2 separate regions of the Mus musculus genome follow, and region 2 is linked to region 1. Evidence: chromatin contacts called from public promoter capture Hi-C data. All regions are on one chromosome and are shown on one strand. The core of a region is the stretch at or near the end of the contact, and the rest is flanking DNA. Distances in the headings are between cores, read along the strand shown. Region 1 holds the start of Cnnm3 (cyclin M3). Region 2 holds the start of Rnf149 (ring finger protein 149).

The links. Promoter capture Hi-C pulls out the DNA fragments that hold promoters and counts their contacts.
Region 2: a contact with region 1 is called in a promoter capture Hi-C map of second pharyngeal arch cranial neural crest. The contact joins the promoter of Rnf149 here to the promoter of Cnnm3 in region 1.

What each region holds. Positions count from the first base shown.
Region 1 is chr1:36,508,415-36,513,354 of GRCm38.p6, reverse strand. Cnnm3 (cyclin M3) reads right to left here and starts at 1,488. Exons shown (of 8, transcript NM_053186.3): 1 at 202-1,488. The coding sequence starts at 1,444. Cnnm4 (cyclin M4) reads right to left here. Exons shown (of 7, transcript NM_033570.2): 7 at 4,579-4,940.
Region 2 is chr1:39,575,373-39,580,830 of GRCm38.p6, reverse strand. It overlaps Rnf149 (ring finger protein 149), which reads left to right and starts at 3,484. Exons shown (of 7, transcript NM_001033135.3): 1 at 3,484-4,004. The coding sequence starts at 3,557.

The DNA of each region.
Region 1 (4,940 bases), core at 239-2,738:
GCAAGCACTGAGCTACATCCCCAACTTTTTTAAAATTTTCTATTTAACAAACAGGGTAACCACCTTCCGATCCTCCCGCATCAGACTCCCATAGCACTTCCTTCCGCTTCTAAAAGGTGGGTCTTTAAATATTTCCAAAGGTCATTCGCAGGTACAAGGCCATCACTTTCTGGGGCCTTTCTAACAGGGGCGTCCCCTTACCTCGCTTGAACTCCTCCAGGACAGCGTCCAGTTTGGTATCGTTGAAGACAAAGTGGAGTGGATGGTTGTAGAAGCGGGTGATGGTGCTGAGCGGTGTGCAGTCCTCGGGCTCAACGATAGCCAAGTCTTTGAGGTAGAGCATGTCCACGATGTTGGAGCGCTCCTCCTCGTACACTGGGATGCGCGTGTGGCCGCTCTGCATGATGCTGGCGAGGACGCTGAAGTCTAGGACAGTGCCGGAGTCCAGCATAAAGCAGTCTTCGAGCGGCGTGAGCACGTCCTCCACGGTCCGGGAGCGCAGCACTCCCTTGCTGAGGTCGCTGTAGGGGTCGCCGCCGCCGCGCGCCAGCTCCAGCACGCGCTCCCGCAGACGCCCCGGCCGCGCTGCCAGCTCCAGCAGCTGCCCGACCGGCAGCGCCACGGGCAAGGTGAGCAGCACCGCCAGGCGGCTGAGGCCCAACGCGCGCGGCGCCAGCGCCAGCGCCCAGCGTCCGCTCACGGCGGCCGGCAGCACCTCACCCACCAGGAACACCAGCCCCGCGCAACCCAGCACGGCGGGCACGGCGCGCTGGCCCGCCGCCCCGTACAGCAGCACGGCCAGTGCCGCCTGCGCCAGGCTGGCCAGAAGCAGCAGCGCGCCCAGGGCGCAGCCGGCCCAGCGCCGCGCGGGTTCCAGGCGCCGCGCCGCCGCGCGCTCCGCCTCCGAGCCGCTCTCGCGCAGCACCTGCACCTCGGCCGGCGCCAGCGCCAGCGCGCTCAGCTGCAGGCCGCGCGCCACCGCCGCCAGGGCCAGCAGCCCGGCCGCCCCCAGCCCCAGCGCCCAGGGCGGCGCCGCCTCCTCCGCGGCCCCACCACCCGGCTCCACGCGCACCGCCAGCAGCGCGGAGCGCGGGTGGCCGGCCTCGGCGCGCAGGCGCAGCAGCGCGCGCCACTCGCCCGTCGGGGCGGCCGCCTCCTCGGGCTCCGTGGCCCGTCCGCCCTCCGGGCAGCCTGCGCCCTCGGCGGCTACCCAGGTCCAGGAGCTGTTGGCCAAGCCGGAGCAGAAGAGTCGCAAGCACAAAGTGGCCTCTGGCGCTGCCCTTCCGCGCAGGGAGCCCGCGCCCGGTGCGCTGTCCTCTTCCGTGCAGAAGTTCAGCAGTCCCGCGCCCGGCGCCGGCGCCGCCTCCCCTGCGGTGCTGCCCAGACAGAACGCGGCAAGCACCCAGCCCAACCAACCCACCACAGCCGCAGCAGCCGCCGCCATGGCCTGCTACCCCTTCTGGGCCTCGGGCGCAGCCTACCCCACTCACCCGCGCCTCTGTTGTTGCAGCCAATCGGCGCGGGCCTCCGCGTCACTTTGACCAATAAGCGGCTGGCGGGGGCGGGCTCTGGGGAGAACTAGGCTGCGCCGGGGAGTAAACAAGCGGCGCGGGGCGGGGCGAGCCGGAGGGGCGTGGGGCTCCGCAGGCAAGGGAGGACGCGGGGCGGCTGTCTGGGACGGCCTCGGAGTTCCCGGCGCGTGTGGACGAGCAAAGGAAGGTCATTAACCCTCTGGCCAGCAAGGCTAAGGGCTGAATAAGAACCAGGGACTGGGCACAGGGAAACCTGGAGTCGTTTGTTTAAAACATTTTCTTATCATTTGTATTTGTATGTGGGTTTGCGCTTGCGAGGGCAGTGCTTTGGGCAGACGCAAGAGGGCGTCGAATTCCCCCTGGAGCTGGAGTTCCAAGCTAATGGGAAGCTGTGCTGGGAACTGAACTCTGGTCCTCAGCACACATTCTTAACCTCACCCAGCTCTATTGGTTTGTTTTAAAGCTAAAGTCTCTTAGCTTTGCGTTGGGCTCTGTGGATATCAAGACAGACACCTGCTTTTGAGGAAGATGCCTTGATAGGAAGGTCCATAGTAAATACTCAAACCCAGAAAAATCTGTTTCCTTGAATCTTCACACTTGTTTCATGTAATTAAGCTTACAATAAAACGATGTTTAGAGACTGATTCTGTGTGCCTTTGGTTTCTGACATGCACCTGACATTCGGGTCATTCAGCCATGCAGGGAGATAGCAGCTGTCAGGAATTTCCATACATGCTAGCTTCACAACCACAGTTTATTCTGATTCCTCGGGTTGAGAAAGCTGTTTGAGAGGGTTCTTTTTGTCCTTATTTTGGAAGACACCTGCATGATCAGATGGAGCATTCTTCGTTCATTGTATGTGGTCTTTATGGGATTAGCTTCTCTATGGGTATCCCTGTTTTTTGCATTTTTCTCTCTACTTTCTCCCTAAATGTACTAAGACATGTACACATCTTATACATATGTTTTGTTTTGTTTTGTGTCTGTGTGGGCCCAAGTGTATGTATGTGTGTTGTGTATGCAGGTGCCGAAGGAGGCTAGAAGAGGGCACTACATCCCCTGGAACTAGAGTTGACATTTGTGAGCCACCATGTTGGTTCTGGGAACCAGGCCTTCTGCAAGAGTGGTAAGTGCTCTTAACCACTGAGTCCATCTCTCCAGCCTCTTGAATTTTTTTTCTAAAATGGATTCTGTAGACATAACTGAAACAGTCCCACATGGCATATGTGCATACACGCAAACATACACATACAAACATCAATTTTTTTTTTGAGACAGTGTTTCTCTGTGTAGCCCTGGCTGTCCTGGAACTCTGTAGACCAGGCTGGCCTCGAACTCAGAAATCCACCTGCCTCTGCCTCCCAAGTGCTGGGATTAAAGACATGTGCCACTACTGCCTGGCCAAACATCAATTTTAAAATAACAATAAAAAAATGTAACAAAGCAAACACCTCATAAATGGGGGCAAGGTATGATCTCCCTGGCTAGCTTGTGCATCTTAGCTCCATGTGCTCTTCATTTGCTCGTGTGACAAGCATTTCCTACACTGAGTGTGTGCGGGACAGGTAACTTCCCAAAGGCTGGAACTCTGGCAGGGACAACAGCTTCCACCCTCGTGGTGCTCAGAACCAGTGCTGGGATCCCAGGAAACATTTTAAGACCCGGTTGGAAGTGTTATAAGGAGAGGACGAGGAAACATTGGGGAGATGATGCTAACGGAGATGTAGGTAATCAAGGAGGGAACATTTGAACAGAGGTTGATATGAGGGGCAAGCCTTATAAGGTCTGGGAAGAAAGGTCCCAGAGAGAAGTGACAGGAGGGGCGAAGGCCTGGGACAATGATCTCTTCCCCACAAAGCTAGAGCAGCTGGTATGTCGCAGGGGTTCAGCACCAAACACACTTGTGATGGACAACAGACCGCTCCAACTTTATCCCATCTCTGTATACACGGCTCCAACTTCATCCCATCCCTGTATACACATTTCTACGTTAGCCTTTCATTTGGGGTATTCTTTCCATTGCCTACCCAAGTGCAAATCTTTTTCCCCTGATGGCAGGGCCTTCCTTTGTAGCCTAGGCTGGCCTCAAATTCCTGATGCTACTGCCTCAGTCTCTTGTGTGCTGAGATGACACGTGCCAGCACGAACAGCTTACCCAGGGTACTGGAAGAAAGGAAAGCAAATGGAGACCAGCCAGCTCAAAAACAACGTTACCAACCAGGGCTGGGCGTGGTGGCACACATCTCGAATCCCAGCACTTGGGAGATAGAGGCAGGTGAATCTCTGAGTTTGAAGCCAGGCTGGTCTACAGGGCAAGTTCCAGGACAGCTAAAGGTACATAATAGAAACCCTGTCTCAAACAAACGAAACATGGTGGTGCATGCCTGTGATACCAGCACCCAGGAGCTAGAGGCAGTGGGTCACCACCACATGAGACCAACGTGGGCTCCACATGGAGACCCTCTACCAAGCACAAATAAAACAACCTCCCATTCCAGCCCTGCGGGGTTCTCTGGCCTTGGTGCCCAAGACTGCACATGCTAGTTCTCAGCACGTGTGCTTGCCACCAAACTGTTCCACAGCTGCGCTTCTGAGCGATAACCTAGGCAGCACAGCAAGGAAACCTTAGGTCTGCCATTTCAGATGGACACTCCAACCCCCCAAAGCCATTGACATAGACAAAGTCGTTTCTGTGTGTTGTGAAACGACACCATCCTACTATTGCATGGAGCCCAAACAGCCCTCAGCCCCCAGAGCGGAAGGAGGGCTATTTGTTCATTGGTTGCTCCATTCCAACACTCACTAGCAGAATCCTATGACATCGGACTTATTTGCCCTGCATGTCTGCCAGCACCGGCCTCTCCACAACAACTCCTGTGACAACTGCCTTGATTATATATACTTTGTAAATTACAGTTCTTCTTGTATTTCCCTTCCAAATGGTTCTACAATACTCAACTGCCCTTGTCCTGTCACAAGTGACAGCTAGTCACTTGTCTCTACAATATACAGCAAATAGTCCAGAAACAAAATACCAAAGTTATATGCTCACCAAAACTTATATACATTTCATTTTTTATTACCAATCAAAAATAAAGTCCATATATTGTTTAGCAAATATTATCATTGTTTTGTGACAAAAGACACAAGAGTCATAACAACAAAACTCCCCGAGAGTCAAACTCATAACAATGCCAAAATAAATCACAAAAATATACAAATTAAAATCTTAATGCAAAATAAATAGGAGTCATCTGCTATGGCGGCTGTGACTTGGCCACCCACTTGGATGCCGTCTGCAGAGTCCTCCTCTGCTGGGAAGACATGCAGACTGGGCCAGTTCCAGGGTATGGCTCTGCCCAGGAACCAGAGGCTGGAAGAGGAAGTGAAAAATTGCACCGGGAGGAG
Region 2 (5,458 bases), core at 2,235-4,734, 3.1 Mb before region 1:
TACTCCTGTACTAAAAGGCAAGGATCTCTCTGTTCTTTCCCTTCCAAAAATAAGGGTTGAGGATAAGCCTGGTCAGCTCTTCCACAGAAGGAGAATTGGAGTGGTGAAGTCAGGATACGAGAAAGTCTTGGAAGTGTGAGTCCGAGGCAGCACCTAACAGCAGGGAAAGCCAGCTGGGGCTTGGTTTGATGATCAAAAAGTAAGAACCCAACTACATGGGTAGTGGCGAATGCCTCTAATCCCAGCACTTGGGAGGCAGAGACAGACAGATCTCTATGAGTTCAAGGCCAGCCTGGTCTTCAGAGTAAGTTCTAGGACAGCCTGGGCTATGATGAGAAACTCTGCCAATGGTGGCAGGGAGAGAAGAAAAGAGAAGAGAAGAGAAGAGAAGAGAAGAGAAGAGAAGAGAAGAGAAGAGAAGAGAAGAGAAGAGAAGGAGAGTAAGGGAAAGAAAAGAACGAGTAAAAACCAAGAAGTTGTGCAGGACCCAAGAGTTCAAAAGCATTAAGGGCTGCCTCATTAGTCCATTGGACTTCTTTGAGTGAGTGTTTAATTAATCATGAGTTCTGTACCATGGAATAGTAAAAATCTGCTTTATTCATATGACAAGTGTTTGCATTCCGTCTAACCTCCACCCAACAGTTACCTAGCAACAGCCAGGTAGGCCTGACCCACTATAAAAGGGGCTACTTGCCCCTTCCCCCTCTCTTGCTCTTTTGTTCTCTTGCTTTCTTGCTCCTGCTCTGCCCCTTCCCCATTCCCTTCCCCCTTCTCTCTCTCCATGTGCTCATGGCCTGCCTCTCTCTCTCTCTCTCTCTCTCCCCCCCCCTCTCTGCCTTTCTCTGCCTCTACTACCCTCTTAACTCCCCTCCCCATGCCCTGAATACACTCTATTCTATCTATTCTATACTATACCATCATGTGGCTGGTCCCTCAGGGGGAAGGGTTGCCTTGGCATGGGCCTGCAGAGACACCCCCTTCCCCCACACCTCACCACATACTCCCATAGAACATATCCCATCTTCTCTTTATCTTTTTATAAACACATCATTGGAGGGACTGGGATTTAGAAACTCTGCAGGTTTGCATCCCACTCCAGCTATCACATGGAGATTCACACTCACTAGCCTAGAACTTGGAAGCCCCCGTTCCCCACTGGTCAGAGTAAACTTACATCTGCATGCTCCCAACATACTGCTAGTTGAAGCTGGCACTCGAAGAGAGCAAGCAAGAAATCCTGGCCCTTATGAAGGCCCCAAACCTTATTCCGAAATCAGTATTGGTAGCATGAAATTAATGTGCATACATATTATGCACAAGTGACATGGGAAACCGAGCTTTTGTTAGCCCATGGTCAGCCAAGACAGGTTTTACAGAAGAAACAGCTGAAGGGTTAAAATTTCAAAACCAATGTAGTGTTTGCCCGAACAAGAGGCAGAAGGAAGAGGTCATTTCAGGAAGAAGGAAATAATGTGTCAGACAGCAAGAAACCACAGCGCTGTGTTCTGGGAACTAAAAGCCTTTGCATTGCTGAAGCACAGCGCCAGGGGTTCTCGGGAGTGTTCCTCAGGCTGAAACACACCATCTTGTTCTGGGTCTAAAACATGGGAAAGGCCTTAACCTGGAAATCCTATTGGCCTTTAAAACATGCTTTCCTGGGGCTGGGGCGATGGGTCAGTGGTTAAGAACCTAGGTTTGATTCTGAGCACCCATATAGTGGCTGGCAATAGTCTATAACTCCAGTTCCAGGGCTAGTCAAGGGACATAAAACATACATGGTGAATAGATATATATGCAGGCAAAACACTCACATACATAAAATAAAAATAAATACATTATTTTAGTAATGGGAGTGGGAGAAGAGGTTTAACTTTAAAGCTACTCCTAGCTGGAACTCAGGCTGTGTCTCATACCACAGATGCAATCCAAAAGATAAAAAGAACCAGGTCTAACCTAAAACATATTGGTCTGGGCCCCAACAAACTACTTCCTGTAATTATAAACTCTTGCACAAAGAAGGAAGACTAGTGAGTCAATCAGAAATCAAAGCCCTGAACTTCATTTCCAGCTCCTTAGTGGTTTGTTTGGTAGAAATAAAGAGACTGACGATGATTTCACGAATCACACAGTTTATTGCCACACAAAGGGGACTTTTGGCATTTGCTCACACTGAGTAAAGAGGGGGAAACAACATGAGCAAGCCTCACAGGGAACATGGTTCAGAAATGCGGCAGCACAACGGCATAGTGAGTGAGTTTTGAAATCATGAGTTCAGTTGCTCCATCAGAATCGAAGCAGGCCTCTGCTGAAAGTCCAGTGTAATTAAAGACTTGGTGTTCCTTTATAGAACTGGTTCTCAGGAGAAACTGGTTTGACCAATACAACAGAGATCTGTGAGGTGACCTGAGGCCCCTCAGATAAAAAGGATAATATAAGTCAGGCTTAGGGATGAGTTGAAGGTCTGTCACAGTATATGCCTGTGTGTGTATGTCTTCAGAATAGTGCCTAACAATGTATAGCTATGCATTAAGTCCATCACTTAAGTGTCCACTTCTTAGGTTTAAATACATTTTGATATTCAGTAGCTCATATATGAAGAGGTATTTTAAATGTCTTTTGATATTTGGTAACTCGGGTGTGATGTCTCCTCAGCGTTATGGAGAGATCTCCTGTGTTTATTCGGGTCTAGTCAGACTTCACATTCTTCAAAGGAAATACCTTTCAGGTTCGCTGGGGTTGATCTACCAGAGCATCTCAAATCTCAGCTCTACTCAAGATTTTACCGGAGCAGAGTTACCATACTTGCATTTAACTATGTTTAGTGTGTTCAGGATCTTTTAATGGTACACTGAAAGTATCCACCCACTGTGTTGTCGAAGGACTATCTATCAGCCACCATTTACCTCCAAACAAATCCTTTCCCCTTTTTCCCCCCTTTTGATTAATGTAGCACCTTCGTCTTCGTCCAAACAGAGGCACACATAAACTAAGGAGAAGGAAGAAAGGGCTCGAAGGCAACCATTGAGAAAAGAGCAACAAAGAATTTAATATATTACAGAGTTTGTAACAAAAGGCATCTGGACAACTTGACTTAGTGGTTTTTGTTGTTGTTTGCTTGTTTGTTTAAGTGGTTTAGGCAGCCAGGCTTTTGCCGCGTGCCTTGCACAGTCAACTCCACCCTCTGAGAAACTTTACACAACCGCAGTCCCACGCTGGCCGACCCGGAGCGCACAAACTTCCCCAGACTTGGGGACTCTGGCAGCAGGGTTGCACAACTCTCTGCAGCATCTGCAAGCTTCAGCTCGGCCGCCCACAGCCCTGCGGCACAGACCCTGGCGCCTGCGCACTCCTCACGCCCGCGGGCAGGGCCCCACCCCTTCCGTCGCCACGCCCCGGTCACGCCCCTCCAGGTGCGCGTGCGCCGCGGGTCCGCCCCCGCCGCGCTCGGCGGTCTCTCGCGAGCCGCCGCCGTCTCCTCAAAGCTGTGGGCCAGCCTGGAGTGAGTCGCCTCGTTCTGACTCGCGCTCTTCTTCCTCAGTAGCCCGGCCGGGCGGCCATGGCGGCGCGGCGGCGGCCCGCGGCCGGCGTGGGAGCCCGGGACGCACTCGCGGTGCTGGCGCTGGCCTTGTGTACTCCCGGGGTGGGCGGCGGGGCGCTCGAGTGGTACTCGGCCATGGTGAGCATCGAATACGTGGACCCGCAGTCGAACCTGACGGTGTGGAGCGTGTCGGAGAGCGGCCGCTTCGGAGAAAGCTCGCTCCGGGAGGAGAGGCAGGGCCTGGTGGGCGTCCCGCGCGCGCCCGCGCCCGCGGAGGGCTGCGCGCCCGACACGCGCTTCGTGGCGCCCGGCGCCCTCGGCAACGCGCCCTGGGTGGCGCTGGTGGCGCGAGGCGGCTGCACCTTCAAGGACAAGGTGCTGGCGGCGGCGCGGAGGAACGCCTCGGCCGTGGTGGTCTACAACCTGGAGAGCAACGGGAACGCCACCGAGCCCATGTCTCACGCGGGTGAGCAGGCCGGGCGCTGGGCCGCTGGCCGCGGCCGGGGCGAGCCTGGTGGTTCCCCGGGTGGTGTGGAGAGGGAAGTGCGTGCACACGCTGCAGGATCGGAGCTTCACCTCGGGAGGGTGAGAAAGCTGGGAAGGGCCCTCGGCCGGGGAGTAGCAAACACACCGGTGGCAGGTCCTACGGAGTTCAGTAACTCTACAGATTCCCGAACCCGGGTCGCTTCCTAAGGTCGGCTCACGGACTCCCAAAGTTGGTTGAGTGGAGAGTGTGTAGGAGTGGACGGCTGGCGCCGCCAGGCTCGCATTGTCTCTTCACCAACCTAAAGTGGCTACTCGATGTGGTTTCTTCCTCTCGATGAGGCGAATATGAGTGTTTTCAAAACCCTGGATCAAAAAACCTGGGTTTTCTTGCTGTAGTTTCTCTCTCGACGCATGTAGGGTGATCGCACTAGCTCCTGGTTTGGACAGTTTGAATTCAGATGAATTTTTTTTTTTAAACTGTTTTCATTGAAGGAAAGAAAGGCCTTGCTACCTCTGTCAGGAGGCCACCTCTAAACACGCTGTTCCAGGGGACAGACAAGGATGAGTTTGCAAAATGTCATCCTTGGGACAGAGTTCTCTCCGGGGACCCAGAATTTGATTGTGTTTCTCTTGTGCCTTCTAAGATCACATTAGCTTTAGGCATCACACGGTTGACTCATTCTGAATTTCCTGTGATTAGGGTTTTTAAGTTTCTGCTACTAGCTAAGACATCTTTCTTCCTGTACTGCATTTTTGTTCTCGTTCTGTTTTGGTGTGCATGCGACACAGAGCTTATAAAGACAGAAAAGTGACCTTGGGTTTAACCATTTTTTTTAACGCGGTTGGGAATGATGGCCATTTGATGACAAGGAAGTGAGCTACGAGTACAGATCAACTCTTTTTTTCTTGGTTGACTCCAGATTAGGAGAGAAATGGGTATAAATTGCAGAAGCATAGCAGGGTGAAGTAAGAGAAGGTAAGGAACACTTGAAATGGTGTGAAAGTAATCTGCTAGAATGGAGAAATGTCCAGAGAAGTCGGGTCTTTAAGAACTCAAGAGTTTGTTGGCTGTGGACCACGGTGGTGGGTGAGAATAGACCGATGTCCCTGCGGTGGTGTTGACTCAGGCAGTTAGTCCGCTGATTGCAAATCAGCCTAATTGTCACTGTCCACACACCATCTTTCCACAAGGCTCCTGAGAGATCCTAGCATCCCAGATATATGTTCCCAAGTTAAGTTCTGTCAGCGAAGATAGGCCGGTGTGACTCCTCGATGTTGGGTGTGTACATGTGTGGATGCACGCACATCTAATGTAGACCGTTTTCTTTTCAGTGACAAGCTCATTACCCTACAATTTTCTAACTCTACCCTTCTGCATTTTTTGATAATGACATTGACATCCTACCAAGCAGACACCTCTTGTTCTAAACATGG